Regions from separate parts of the Mus musculus genome. Here region 1 is linked to region 2. A link is a contact called in public Hi-C data. All regions are on one chromosome and are shown on one strand. The core of a region is the stretch at or near the end of the contact, and the rest is flanking DNA. Distances in the headings are between cores, read along the strand shown.

Region 1 (7,440 bases), core at 2,721-5,220, 190 kb after region 2:
CAAATCTTACTCCTTTTACTGGATGTGCCGGCTGCTTCCAGAATCAGACCACTTCCTAGTTTGAGCATCAGAGTTGAAATGAACAAACCTGTTTTTGTCTACCTTGGTATTTAAGGGCTATCTTCTGTCCAAGCCCTCAGACCAATTCTAAGCCTTCTTCAGTATTGCTTTCCCTCAATCCTGTCTTTCCATCTTTGCAGTGGGAGTGATGCTGCGTCCATCCAGACCAGAGCTACGTTAAGTGAAGATAAGAAGTACTTCATACTCAATGGCTCCAAGGTACAGCCATGCCTTCTTGCCCTCTCAGTCTTTCCCGCCTCTGTGTCTTCCTTCTGCACACCAGACACCAAGAGATCTGCACGTCACCCACGGTGTGTGGCACTTCTTTCTCAGAACAGCCTGAGGCAGAGCGGAGTGGCTAGCCCAAGTCCCTCAAGTGGCAAAGGCAGTATTGGAGCAAGGTGGTCTTATCCGCAGTCTCCTCGATTCTGCACACAGCTGCCTCTGTGTGTTTATTTTCAATCTCTAGTCCACAAGATTTCAAAGAGGCAAAGTATAGTGCAGTGCACTTGCATGGCTCACGGCTGGTCGTGTTTCTGTTGTCTTCACCACCTCTGTGTGCTATCTGAGATTTAATCAAGGATTGCTTAAAGATAGAGCACCATTAGCAAATGGGACAGAGGATAGTAATAGCTCCTTATCTAGTTAGCCTTCAGCTTTCCCTGCTCACCGCCTACCCTCTGCCCTTGATCACTTTGTTTTGCTTGAATCAAAAAGTAAATGAATTCCCATCCATTGTGATTTTTGAGCACCCTTTCTTTTTCCTCATCCCCCATTTCACTTGTTCAGTTGATAAGTACAGTGTATGAAGTCTGTGTGTCTGGCGGCCTGAAACTTAGTGTTGGATAGAGCTGAGGGGTCTCCAAGGATCGTTGTTTTTCTTCAGGTTTGGATCACCAATGGAGGACTGGCCAATATTTTTACTGTGTTTGCAAAAACCGAGGTGGTCGATTCTGATGGTTCGAAAACAGACAAAATGACCGCATTCATAGTAGAAAGAGACTTCGGCGGAATCACTAATGGGAAACCTGAAGATAAATTAGGCATTCGAGGCTCCAACAGTAAGTGTGGCAGACGTGCTTCTGTATGAGTGCGGCAGAGACTTGAAAGACAGGCCCTGTCCCTGTGACCTACGAAGGTGAAAGGGCACCTCATTGCTCATGGGTTTAGTTTAGCAATTAGCAACATCAAATTAAGAGTGCAGCCACAACCTGTGCTGCTTGGTACAGTTGGCACTGTTGACCCTAGGTGAGTGAGGGCAGCTGAAATCCCAGCCTCAGTAGGGGCAGGCATGCATGTCACACAACTGCAGCTGTCTTGGGCACACATCCTGTGGCAGGCCACCACATCTTTCTTTCCTAGAATCCTTTTCCTTTCTTCCTACTGTCCAGATCCACCTTTCATCCCTTGGTCAGCCCTTGCTTCAGTGGAAGCTGGTGTCCTGTTTGTTTCCTAAGCTCACCCATCTGGCCGGCCATAGTGTTCTTATACTAACTAGTCTCTTGGTATAAAGTGGCATGTCAGGCCCACAGCTGTGCAGCCTGCGTTTCTGCAGCTCGTTCAGCAGCGTCATTTACCTGCTGACAACTGGGAGGATGGAGGCCCAGCAGCATGCAGACCCCAAAAGATGGCTCATGAATATGAGATGAAGTCAAAGAGGAAGGCAGGTGTGCCCCATACCCAGTACACTTTGAAAGAGTGACTGGGTCCTCTAGCCCACATACCCAACCCCTAAATATGACCAGCAGACAGATCATGTTTCATGGCATTCCACCTCGACAGGTATCACACTTGGCCCTAGTGTCTCTTGAACCCTAACCTTCCTCATCTTGAGTGTCTCTGGTTCAGCATGCCAGGACTTGCATTGTTTGTGCATTAGAATATCCAGGCAGTGCTAGAGGGAATGCTGTGCAAAGGGAACTGTTCAGCCCCTGCCTAGTCCTAGGCACCTTGCTTTCTCATTGTTTAACGCACACTGACCAATAGAGTCAGCCTTTCTTACAGGATTGCTGGTGGTCTCTGGCTACAGTGTCCCTGTCAGTCAGACACAGTAGGATTTAGCTTGCAGCAGTGGAATCTTATTTCTTATGGTTTGGGGATGCCTGCTTCAGTCTGAAGGATGTTGGTGAATTGGGTTAGGTTGTGTGTCTGTACACGTCGGGTCGTCTACATTCCGTCTGTTAACTCCCTACCCTAAGCTGGGAAGATGCTGCTCTATGGAACATGAGTGTGACTCTGTTAATAAGAATCCCATTTATTCTAAGGGCTGAGGCACTGCTGGTGCTCTCCCTTGCTTTCCTGGTTTTTTGGCTATTTTGTTCCTTTCAGCTACTGTTACATGTTACCTTAGAAGAGTCTGTCATGGACTTTCAAAAGATGGCAGCCCCCTTCAGCTCCATCCTTCTCTGTACTGAGCTGATATTTCATCATAGTACTGACCATGCTGACATGTCCTCGTGTCTGTGGTGGCAGGAACGTGGTCTATCTTCACTGTTCTTTAGGATGCTAAATGAGTGCATTAGCCAGTCAGCCACGGGCCTGTGGTCAAGAGCAGAGCAGTTTGAATTTGTTTGTCACGCTCTTTCAATTCCTGTTGTTTTAGCATGTGAGGTCCATTTTGAAAATACCAGAGTGCCTGTGGAAAATGTCCTTGGAGAAGTTGGAGGGGGCTTTAAGGTAAGTTGCAGGCAGTCCCATGTAAGTGCTGTGCTGTTTCACAAGAGTCTCATGTTCTGCCCTGACCTTTTTCCTAGCAGGCTAGCCTGTGGCCTTGTGTAGCTCTTGGGCATAGGAATTCAGCAACACAAAGGCTGAAAAAATGGCTTGCTCTTAGAGGAGGGAGTCTGGTTAGGATGAGGAGTCTTTATTCCCCTTGGAGATCTCCTTCATCTTGATCGAGGAATGGGGTTCCTCTCTCTAGCAAGTGTGAAAAACAGGCTAGTGGGCTTGAGAAGTTCAGGTTTCAAGAACCCTTAACGTAAGTCTCTGCCCTAATAGTCAGCTTTATATTTTAAAGATTCATTTTTTCTGGGCAGAATAGAGTCTCACCAAGTAGCTCTGACGAGCCTGGCACTCACTATGTAGACCGCACTGGCCAAGGACTCACCTGCCCCTCACGCCCCAAGCCTGGGATTAAGCGCATATGCCACCCTAATCAGCCAGATTCATTTCTCTCTACTTTACGTATATGCATAGGTGTCTCAATTTATGTGTGTGAATTGCATGTGTGCCTGGTACCCGCAGAGGCCAGAGAAGGCTTCTGATCCTCTGGAGCTGGAGTTACAGGCTGTTCGTGAGCCTCCGTGGGAGCGAGGAACAGCCTAAGTGCTCTGTAAGAGCGCAGGTGGCCGTAACCGCTGAGCCATCTTTCCAGCCCCATCTTTATATGTTATGGAGAAATAGTTTACATGACATTTAACTTAAACACATCTCTGTCACTCAGTATTTCATTCTTTTGAATGGGTAGATGATGTTCTCCTGTGTGGGTAAACCACGTACTCATTAAGCTAAATTGTTACTTTGGGGCTAGTGTCAGTAACAGAGTTGTGAACTTTCATCCTCAAATTTTTGTTTGAGAAATATGTTCTCAAGCCCTTTGAGTGTAAATGTAGTAATAGAATTGCTAGCCTGTAATAGAATGGCACTTTCTTGAAGAACTTTTTCCATAGTGGTTATAGTGTATGAAGTTCTACATCTTCACTAACACTTGGAAGCTGTCTGTGTTTAAAATTAAGCCTGAGGCTTCCCTCGGTTTCTTTAGTTGGGCTCTCTGGAGGTGAGGAGAACCCATGTGACTCGGGATGAGGTAGCACAGCTTGCAGCTGGAGCTGTGTTCCTGTGTGGCTCCCAGTGTTCACTGTATTGGGTCAGAATACAGGGTGAGGAAAGAGGCAGGGGCCAGCAGAGCCACTGTCACAGGCACCTGGCAGTAGTTACCAGGGCCACCTCTGTATACAGGCTTGCCTGCCGTGAGTGTGCTGGCTGTAGCCTGGAGAAAGTCATGACACCGCACTGAGCCACAGCTGCTGCATCGGAACAGCATGATCCTGAAGTCCAGCTAGTGTTCTTGCTGCTTACAGGACATGTAGCCCATCTGAGGTTCTCTTCCTTCACTGGACAGGGCGTGCTGGCAGGTGCATTTAGAGTATGATCAATGACTTGCAGTCAGAGGCCAGTGATGTTGATGCAAATGCACAACAGTGCCCAGGCCACCCAGTTCAAGGGTTAGAGCTGCTTGCTTCTGGCCTGAAAACTGGTAGGGCATTAACTCGGCCTTTGTACTGGCATGGAATTTGAACCACTTGCCTTTGCTTTCATGGAAACTGGTATGGCTGGCTTCCTCGGCCTCCTTCAGTGCCTCTCCACCTTTTCCACCCCCCCTACAGGTAGCCATGAACATCCTGAACAGTGGGCGATTCAGCATGGGCAGTGCTGTGGCCGGGATGCTGAAGAAGCTGATCGGTATGTGATAGTTCCCTAACTCAGCTCTGACAGAATACTTTCCAAACGCAGTGTTAGGAGGGGAGGGTTTATTCTGGCTCCCACTTTGAATCCGTGGACCATCTTGGCAAGGTGCAGATAGAAAGCAAATAGCTCCGGCTTCTAGGGTATGAGGCATGTTGTGTGTGTACTCAGGAAGCAGAAAGAGTGAATGTTGGCTTCCCATGGCTTTATCCTCTTTTATTCACTCTGGCACCTCAGTTTATGGGCTGACACAGCCTATACTCGAGGTGGCTCTTCCCTCCTCAGTTAAACATCTCTGGGAACTCCCTCACAAACATGCCCTGATGTGTCTCCTCGTATCGATTTGTGATTCTAAAGCCATTCAGGTTGACACTGTAGATGAACCTCCACAGTAGGGAAGTCAGGAGCAGGAGCCCTCTGCAGCACCTACTGCATACCCAGAATGTCTGTGCCATTCCCGCTGGGTGGGAAAGTATGAGCTACACCACTTGGACAAACCGCTTAAGTTAGCATCTGGCCTTTGATTTAGACCAAATGTACTTCTTCCCCAGAGGCTGTGTATTTCAACATCTCTCTGCTTTATAGACACACTAGTCCATGACAAATATGGCTGTTTAATGAGCTTTGTTCCATGAGCAAAAGAAAGCCTTAGATCTAATCTCACAGAGTCCCAGGGCTCCTTGGACAGAGCTGTGGGTTATGAAGTGCTGGAAGCAAAAACAGCCCTGTAAATTCTATGGCTGTTGACGTTTACTACAGTGTAGCACGCATTTGGGTTCAGAGCGGGTGGTGGTTTACACAAGCCTATGCATCATGACCTAAAGATAAACCTGCCTGCTAGGTGCAAGCTCCTTTCATCACGATCGTTTCTGTGGCTCTCATCTGTGAGGGCTCTCACTGTCTAGAAACATGGGGGCATAGGAACAAAGGGAGACCAGCAGCAGCTGGGTCACACCAGAAGTACTTGAGAAACAAGTTACAGGCAGAGTTGGAGGTACTGGTGCCAGGGTGGACAACTGGATGTCCCTCTGGGGCACTTAGAACCCAGCACTAATGTGAGGCCCCAGCCAGGGCTTTGACGTGAAGACAACCCTTGTGCTGTGTTTGAGGACCTGTGGGCCCACTCCCACGGCTTCCTTGGGTGCCCTGTGCACCAGGTTTTGTGCTAGGTGCCTCCAGCCTTCCACCCCCTTTACCTTCCCAGCATTGCTATGAGGTGGGCACTGTGAAGGGAGGCAGCGTGTTTCCTTCCATACCCTCACAACTGACTCAGCATTCTGTCTTCTTAACCTTCTTCCTGCTGCCTGTGGGACCATGAGGCCTGAGAATTCCACCTCCAACAGCTGCCAGAAAGTGGGGTCTCTGGCTTCAGGGCTTCTATTTTCAGAAACAGAGCTCTCTCATATTTCCTTCTGGGTGCTGAAGAGTCATCATGTTTCCCGTAGGAAACAGTTTTCCCATAACCTAAATCCAGTTTGTTTGTTTGTCGTGACAACTCTGTTCTTCTTTAGAACTGACTGCTGAGTATGCCTGTACGAGGAAACAGTTCAACAGGAATCTCAGTGAATTTGGGTTGATCCAGGTACTGTAGGCCTCGCTTTGCTGTGGGTGAGGAGAGGCTTTCAGTTCTGTCCCTGGGCTGTGCCTGTGGGCAGGGGAATGGGAAGACAACTGCACCAGGCATTATTGGTGCTAGGGCAGCAAGGCTCTGACACAATTGGCTTTTTCAGGAGAAGAGAGGTTAGGAGATTTATTTAAGTCTATGCACATGCAGATCGCTTCTTGATTTTGTTTTTCTAAACATTTCAGGAAAAGTTTGCGCTCATGGCTCAGAAGGCATACGTAATGGAGAGTATGGCTTACCTCACTTCAGGGATGCTAGACCAACCAGGATTTCCCGACTGCTCTATCGAGGCAGCCATGGTGAAGGTAATCCCAGCAACTGGAGCACTGGAGGGAGATCATCCTTTCTGGGGCGACCCATGGCATTGTCAGCCACCTTCCTTTCGTGAGTCGATGGCCTTTGACCTTGTGATATGCACCTGTGCAGCTCTCTGGGCCAGCAGGGCCCTAGCGTGAAGCCAGGAGAAGGGATTCGGAAGGGTGCTCATGAGTGTGAGTCTACAGGACAGCTCCCTACTTCCCCATGGATTGTGCCCAGTTCGGTTGTTTGTTTTTCTGGTTGATCCTACTGTATAGCAACAGGAACACACAGAAAACACAGACATCAAAACTTTATATCCATGTAAATTAGCTGGACTTTCCTGGGAAGGAGTGCTATTTTTTTTCCAGAGTAGATGGAAGATGGTCTTTCTTCTTGGTCAGAGTTTTCTTTTAGAACATGTTTAATGAGGTAAAAAGACTTCACTGGTTGCAAGATTCTGATCTCTCTGGTCTGTAAAAGGGCTAAGTTGACTTTTAGGCCTTGTCCTGAGTTACGTGTATGCTGCTGTTCTACCTTAAAGGGTTCTAGAAATATTGCAAATAGGAAATGTTCTAAAACAACCTTTGAGTCTAGAACAGTCCCAAGTTTATATCCTTGTCCCTGGGCTTCCTCAGACTGTCCCTTCTCAAGGTGGCCGACACTCTGCTGCAGTGATTCTCCTAGGTTCACCTCTGGGCTATAACAGAAGAGGGAAATAGTGACGATGTCTCACATGGATGCCTACGGGTTAAACAAGTGACCCACAGCACAGAGCAGTTACCACCTTCACCTCTGTGGCATTGGCTGCTTTCCACTCTTTGTTTTCCCTCACAGCCACCTTTCTGCCAGACCTGTTCCCTGGTCATTACGGTCAGTTGGATCAGGCTTGCCCTGGAGTGTGGGTAGTGTGCTCAGTGTCATTCCATTAAAGAAAACTGATTTTTCCTTCCCAGCAGCAATCAACTACTTCTTAGCTAGGGGTGATGCTTGCT
Region 2 (6,834 bases), core at 1,227-3,726:
CAGAAAACTCAACCTTCATGGAGGAGCACAGCCCAGACTGATTTCATTCTTTTTCCCAATTCTAGAGCAATCTCCTAGGTCATCTCAAAGTCCCTCAGTTTGCACATCCTATAGATAAGAGAACTAACTGGAATGAGCATGCGTATGAAGGAAAGACAAGAGGACCAGGATAACCAGCAACACCTGCGTGGTGGTAGAACATCTCTAAGTGGTACAGCCACAATTCCAAATTTGAAACTGTGAGAGTTGAAAATGAATCCACACAAAGACAGACATTCATAGCATCATCATCCTAAAACAAACAAACAAACACCAAGTAGGAACATTAACTGTCTACTGCAAATAAGAACGAAGAACGGAGCTAACCCACATTCTAGGGTTCACCCCAAGGACAGTTTAAGCTCACAAACTATATGATTCTCCCTACATTTCAGAAAGGAAATGACTGCACACAAATTAGCAGAAGTCCTTGGAGGGACAGGAGCAGCTCAGGGGACATTTCCAGTCAGGTAGTCTTGCTCTAAAACCTGATTGTGAGGATGCAGCTGTTGGAGCTGCTGGGTGACTGAACCTTGAAGGTGCAGGGATTATACTTCAAAGGAGCCGTGTCTGCTGCTGGTACCAATGCTACCACTGCCTGTGCCTTCAGCCTCTTGTGATTTTATGAAGAGTGACCAAAACAAATGCTTAGGAAGACTGTTAATGCTCTGCATGGCAGGCAGTCCAGAGATTTGATATAAATTCTAATGACTCTTAGGACACAGTCTACATTTGCTTGAAAGCATGTTGCCTGTACAGGTCCCACATCAGCATGCCATTCATAGTTGCTACCGTCTGCTGAGACAAGGCAGCCACATAACCTCTGTTTACAACAGCATAGACCTTTGGCCAAGGTGGCCATGTTAGCTCTGTTTACCATAGCACAGTCAGCACTTTGGCCATTTTACACATTTTACTCTAAACTAATCCATCCCCCGTCTTGATCTCTATTTTCTTCTGGAAAAAAAATTTTTGCTTGATATCACTCAATTTTTCCATTAGATAAAAAGTTTTTTCTATTTTATAACCTGAAATAAAATTTTATTATTTATATTGAATATGCCTTTACACAAAAATATACTTTCTAGATGTAAAGCAGTTGTAGGTTTTCCTCTTCCGTGTTTGTTAATTAAGCTGTTCCTTGTACACTTCACACAATTGTTTCAAATCAAACTTTGTTTTCAAAGTTTTGATTTTGGTTCAAAACTTTTCCATTTTCTTTGAACTTGATGAGTGCTTTCTCCTAGAGAAGGACTTGCTTCTAAGCAGATGTTGGCTTTTTCTTTTCATCTCCATGACTTTGCATTGGCCTCCAGATTTGCCAACGACGTAAAGTTACCTTCTCAGACAACCAATAGCACATCTTAGGGACAGGAGCGTAGCTCTGCTGGTCAGTGCTTCCGGGGGGCCTGGGCTCCATCTCCAAAACTGCATAAACCTTGCCTCTGATTCCAGCACTCAGAGGCAGGTAGGCCGGCCAGGTGTTCAAGATCACCCTCACTTACACCAGGAGTTCAAGGCCAACCTGGGGCTGCACGAGACCATCTCAAAAGCAAACACAAAACATTTTAAAACTCAAATATTAGGAGCCAACCTAAGGAACCAGAAGACTGGCTGCTCTTCCCTAGGGCCTGAGCTCCATTTCCAGAAGCCACAGGGTGGCTCACAAGCACCTAACTTCAGTCTCGAGGGATCCAGCGTCCTCTTCTGGGCTCCTTGAACATGAAACACAGAAATACATAAAGGCAAAATACCCATACCCATAAAAGGGAGGAAGAAAGCCAAGCCAAGCTGCTCACCGTATCACATGCCTCTAATCCCAGCATCTGGGAGGCTGAGGGGCAGAATTACATTTGGGGCAACACTGGGCTATAGCACGGTCCATTTCAAAAACACAGTATCAAAACAAAGTTAAAAAATGGAATTCTAACAACTCTCCTATGAAACACTTGGAAGAGAGAAAAGCAGTAGGGTGTGGTGGCATGCACCTTTAACCCCAGCCTTCAGGAGGCTGAGGCGGGTGGACCTCTATGAGTTCATGGCCGGTTGTCTCAAAACCCACAGTAACAAAATAAGCAAAACCAAACTAACCAAACAAACCCCCAAAACACCACCACCACTACCAACATCACCAATCACCCACAAAAATATAAGAGTGTAATAGGGCTGTCTGCATGGGACAACTCAAACACCCTGAGCCACAGCCTGTAAACCAAAGGACAGTATAACTGCAAAAAATTAAACTGAAAGTAACTTGCTTGTGAAGGGAGAGAACCTTTGTATACACGTAAGTAAATCTTTAATTTTCAGTTTAAAAGAGTAGGGGATGTAGCTTTGTAGTTGGCACTTTGCTTGTCTAACATGCACAATGCCACCTTTGATCCCCAGCTTCAAATAAACCGGGTGTGGTACACTGTAATCCCAGCACTCAGGAGATAGGGACTAGAGGGTCAGAAGTTCAAGGATATCCTTGGTTACACAGTGATTCTGAGAATGGCCTGGAGTTCATGAGTCCCCATTTCAAAACAGTAACAACAAAAGCAAAAGTGAGTAACTACAAAGTTACTTCTCTTTTAACGGCCCTAGATAAAGCCATTACCCGTTAGGCCATGTTACGTCTGCTCTTTTCACCATGATTTAACTGTTTATGAGAGGTTTTATGCTGGTATTTTTGACGATGTTTGTTTTCCAAATGAACCTGGGGCTGGAAAGATTACGGGCAGCTTGCTCTGCTCCTCAGCTGCTCTAGGTGGCTCCAGGTGTCTGCATCTCTAGCTCTCCGGGATCCCATGCATCCGTTTGGCCTTCATCGCCTGTAATCATATGCACACACCACACATACCTCCAGCCACATAATTTAAAATAAAAAAGAATCTTGAAAAACAATCAACCAAAGAGAAGTCAAAAGCTGCATTAGCACCAATTCCTTCCATGAGCCCATGGCAAGGTTGTCCAAGAGGTAGTCTACAGCAAATGACACTTTCCAAACAGGCAATACAGAAAAGAAGCCAGGAGTGCCCAGAGGAGACCATGGGTGACAGTTCCAAGCTTATCTGTTCTGCCTCCAGAGAGTGGCACAAATAAAGCAACTCAGTTAACCAAAAGGAGTCAATGGAAACCAGAAATTAACTTCACTAGATTCCTATGAAATAAAAAGTACTGCTATGATTATAAAAATGGAAGCAATAAAAGGGTTCAGAAATACACTCAAGTTTATAATCAATTAAAGGGTGAGCCATAATTTGACCCTATTCATCATCTGTCATATAAAAGCCACAGTTCAATTATTAAGATATATGATAAATAGTTCACATTTTAAAACATTTATCATTACATTATCAAATTTGGTAAACTCTTATCAAAACATCTCAGCATTCAATATAAACCATATTATTAAAAGTTTAAGGTAACAACAACAACAAAAAGCCCAGAGGTGTCAGGTAAATATTTCCTATTAAAGACACAATTTAACATTCAGAGCCACATAAACGCTCACTGAACGGTCATTCATGTTACAAGGGCATACTTTGTAAACAAGTATAACTTTTCCCAACACCATTTTCCATTTTTCATCCCCAAATTATTCTCTTAGGTCAACTTGCTCCTATTTGTATGCCAAAATGACAGGTTTCCAAACAGTCCTTAACAGCAACACACGTAAACACACAAGCAGGGTGGGCATGGAATGGCTCAAAAACTTATCATCAAAGAAAAAAATAAAAAAAGAACTCTGCACTCAGATCCTTGAGGGGGGAAAAAATGTCAACCTTGTTTAAGAATTATTCAGGAAAGAGATTACATAAAAGGCTCCCGATGGTTTCAGTGAGCGAATTTACCAACACTAAAACTTTTTAAAAGTTCGATGAGGGGTGCACTCACAGTGCCGCAGTATACAACTAACGCAGTTAAATAAACAACACAGCTGAGCACATTGTAAACATTACGGAGCAAACACGTGGCGTAGCTTCTCTTCCCCCAGATGTGCCATTACAGCGCTCGGCCATGAAAAGTCTTCAAGTCTAGTCTAGTTATGTGAAACACTAAAACACTGAAATAATATGGGAGAAGATTTAGTCATGGCAAATTTACTGAAGCTTTTATTGCCTCTGTGGGTAATATGACAGGGATTGGAAACGACACACTTGAACTTACAGAGATATGCAGATGATAGTCACTCAAGAGAACCTTGACCTCAAGTATTTTTATATGTGGGTACTTCTCATTTTATACAGTTTACTATTTAAAAAGCATTACATTTAAAAATGTGTACCTGTTCTGACATTTGGCAAAAAGTAAACTCTCCCTATGGTTCTGTCTGGAAAGAAAAGAATCAGCTTGGAGACCTGACCCACACGAAGACTGAACCCCATGATCCTCTGCCGGCAATAGCTGGCTGTGTGTGAGTGAGTGTGCCCTTCCTCTGGAAGACTCCCCGACGCCCCGCCCCCAATAGGGTAAGCATTTGTATTACAAAACATTTCCTAGAACCAGACAGTCACCCTCAGAATAAACACATTAAATCAATTTTCTCTTGGAGCCCTAGCAAGTCTTGTTTAATTCTAAGATGCCATCATGGTGAACAACCTTAACTCTTTTTGCTACATAATAAAAGCTTTATATATTTTTGTTTATAATTACACAGTAATTGTAAATGTTTAGTACCAAACTGATGACAAACACTATTTTGTTAAAAAGTCTTGCATTTAAAAATAAAATCTGTAAAACCCAAAGCATTAGGCCACACACAAATATCAAGATTTTTATGAAAAAAAATTTATGAGGCAGGGAAAGAAGCTAATGGAGTCTCATTTGAAAACAAATCATATCTGAATCAATCAATCTGAAAACAATACCAAAACTCAAAATGTTCCATGTAGGGAATAAACAATATAGGTCTGTAAAACTTTTAAAGATATATATACATATATCTTTAATTTTTTTCATAATTGAAGTTCTTTATATTTACAAAAAATGAAATCAAGAAATACTGAAAACAGCAAGATTCTTTTCCTTTTAATGACCAATCCCTGTAACGTGAATAGAAATTTACTCTAAGCTTCTTTTGGTAGAAATGCATTCCTAAATTAAAGTTATGATTGGATTAATGATATATCTGTAAGGTAAGCTTTCAATGCATTTTCCAAATCATGTGACTAAAAAGCAGTTTTAATCATTTCCATATCTGCATAAATTGTTCCGCTATCCTGAAGAACATTCCTTGGTACCCTGCAGAGGACCTGGATACATGAAGCAAAATCTGTTCCTATTGAAGACCAGTCACCCAACATTTAGTTCATCATTTTAACTTCCTCATGGAAATATGTATGAATACACCCCTTTCACATGTCAGTATGTTATCAGAGAAACAAGCATTTTCAGCAGGAGAGCAAGGCATGAGTCCTGTCATGGAAAAACAAAAAACAAAACCAATCAAGACTGCATTCTGCTGTGATGTGGAAATAGCAAATGCAAGTGAGACAAAAACAGTCAAAAGTCAAATAATTTATAGAACAGAAGCCATTGGTATCTGCACCAGTGCTCGCCTGTCTGACAATCTCTGCTTCTGGAGTAGACTTGGCAACCACAGTGATTTAGCAGTAAGCCATCTCAACAGTCAGCAGCCAACATGGCTGGACCACGCCTCAAAGAGCAGTGCCATGGGAGAAAGGTTGAACTTCACGGCTCATCACAACCATTTTCAAAATCTAAATCTTACTATCTTCTTATAAATTAAGTGAATTGCATTGTGTTCCATAGTGCGATGACAAAAAATTAAAAAAAAAAACAAACAAACCTAATACCCTCATGCCTAAATTTAGAATATTATATTGTATAGCAATCCAAAACATTCAAAACAAATGAAATAGTTTAACTTATTCAGAAGGCATAGAAGTATTTCAGAGCACAATGAAATCCGATTATGTGGTGTGTGATGCACGAGTGTGGAGTCTAACATCTGATCTCATTACAATATTTTTTTAAATAAAAGTTCACTGCAGGACACTGTATAAACATGGGTAAGATAACCACAGACCTGTTCTGTAGAACCTTTCTGAGCGTCTGAAACACAAGACATATTTCAGGGAGTCCCCAGATTATCCTTTTTTTTTTTCATGTGTTGGTTATTTTGATATTTCTTATATCAGGTATTCTACTCACACCAGCAGTACATGTAGTTTGCCAGGAAAATTAAATTCCCCCAACCAAACACCATTTCAGATGCGGTACACTCAGATAAATCACTCTCATTTGAAGTGCTGCCAGCACAGTCTTTGCAACTAGCCCAAAGCATATACTTAAGAAGTTTTTATAAATTGTTGTGGTGTTCATTATTATGTTTAATTCTTATGCCAAACTGTTTTCTGATGAAGACAGCATTGTGCTTTATGCAAGAATGGAAACCTCAAAATAATCACCATCAAGCTTCTATGACTTATGGGAAGACAGACTAAGATGGTCCACAGGTGTAAGATGAAATCCACAATGTCGGAATTATAAATGCTTAGAGTGGCCCAGACTAGAAGACAAGCCCAAACCACCAGTAGAAGAATGGAGTACGATATGGTCCAAGATGTATCCTTAAAAGTTTTGTCTCAACCCTCAGTTTGAATTATGAGGATTGATCTTCAGTCCAGCCAGCAGAAATTGACTGTGCATTTTCCGTTGTATTTATTGTACAGACTATGTACATTCTAGAAGGTTCCTTTAGTGCTACACTGTTGTACTTTTTGTCCCAGCAATTTGAGGGCGTGCAAATTCCACAAAGTCATCAATAAGGACAGGCCATGCTCCTGG

The links. A called contact is a pair of places that touch in the nucleus more often than the background predicts.
Region 1: a Hi-C map of liver shows a contact between it and region 2, with 3 times the contacts expected there. The contact joins two enhancer-like sites. A contact is called at or near these places in 2 of 484 Hi-C or Micro-C datasets (cerebellar granule neurons and liver), 1 of 115 datasets of contacts at active chromatin or transcription factors (embryonic stem cells) and 4 of 9 other capture datasets (adipose tissue, embryonic stem cells, liver and 1 more).

The regions. Positions count from the first base shown.
Region 1 is chr3:36,075,776-36,083,215 of GRCm38.p6, forward strand. It overlaps Acad9 (acyl-Coenzyme A dehydrogenase family, member 9), which reads left to right. Exons shown (of 18, transcript NM_172678.4): 6 at 201-279; 7 at 947-1,121; 8 at 2,663-2,736; 9 at 4,446-4,521; 10 at 6,036-6,106; 11 at 6,334-6,453. Among named protein-coding and RNA genes, the nearest start is that of Acad9, 14 kb to the left of the region's middle. Within about 2 kb of position 3,971, at least 7 of the 459 cell types and tissues checked have an H3K27ac peak or open chromatin away from gene starts, as enhancers often do. A contact at or near this core is called in liver, where this site is marked.
Region 2 is chr3:35,888,870-35,895,703 of GRCm38.p6, forward strand. Dcun1d1 (DCN1, defective in cullin neddylation 1, domain containing 1 (S. cerevisiae)) reads right to left here. Exons shown (of 7, transcript NM_001205361.1): 7 at 3,236-6,830. The coding sequence ends at 6,751. Among named protein-coding and RNA genes, the nearest start is that of Dcun1d1, 41 kb to the right of the region's middle. Within about 2 kb of position 2,477, at least 4 of the 459 cell types and tissues checked have an H3K27ac peak or open chromatin away from gene starts, as enhancers often do. A contact at or near this core is called in liver, where this site is marked.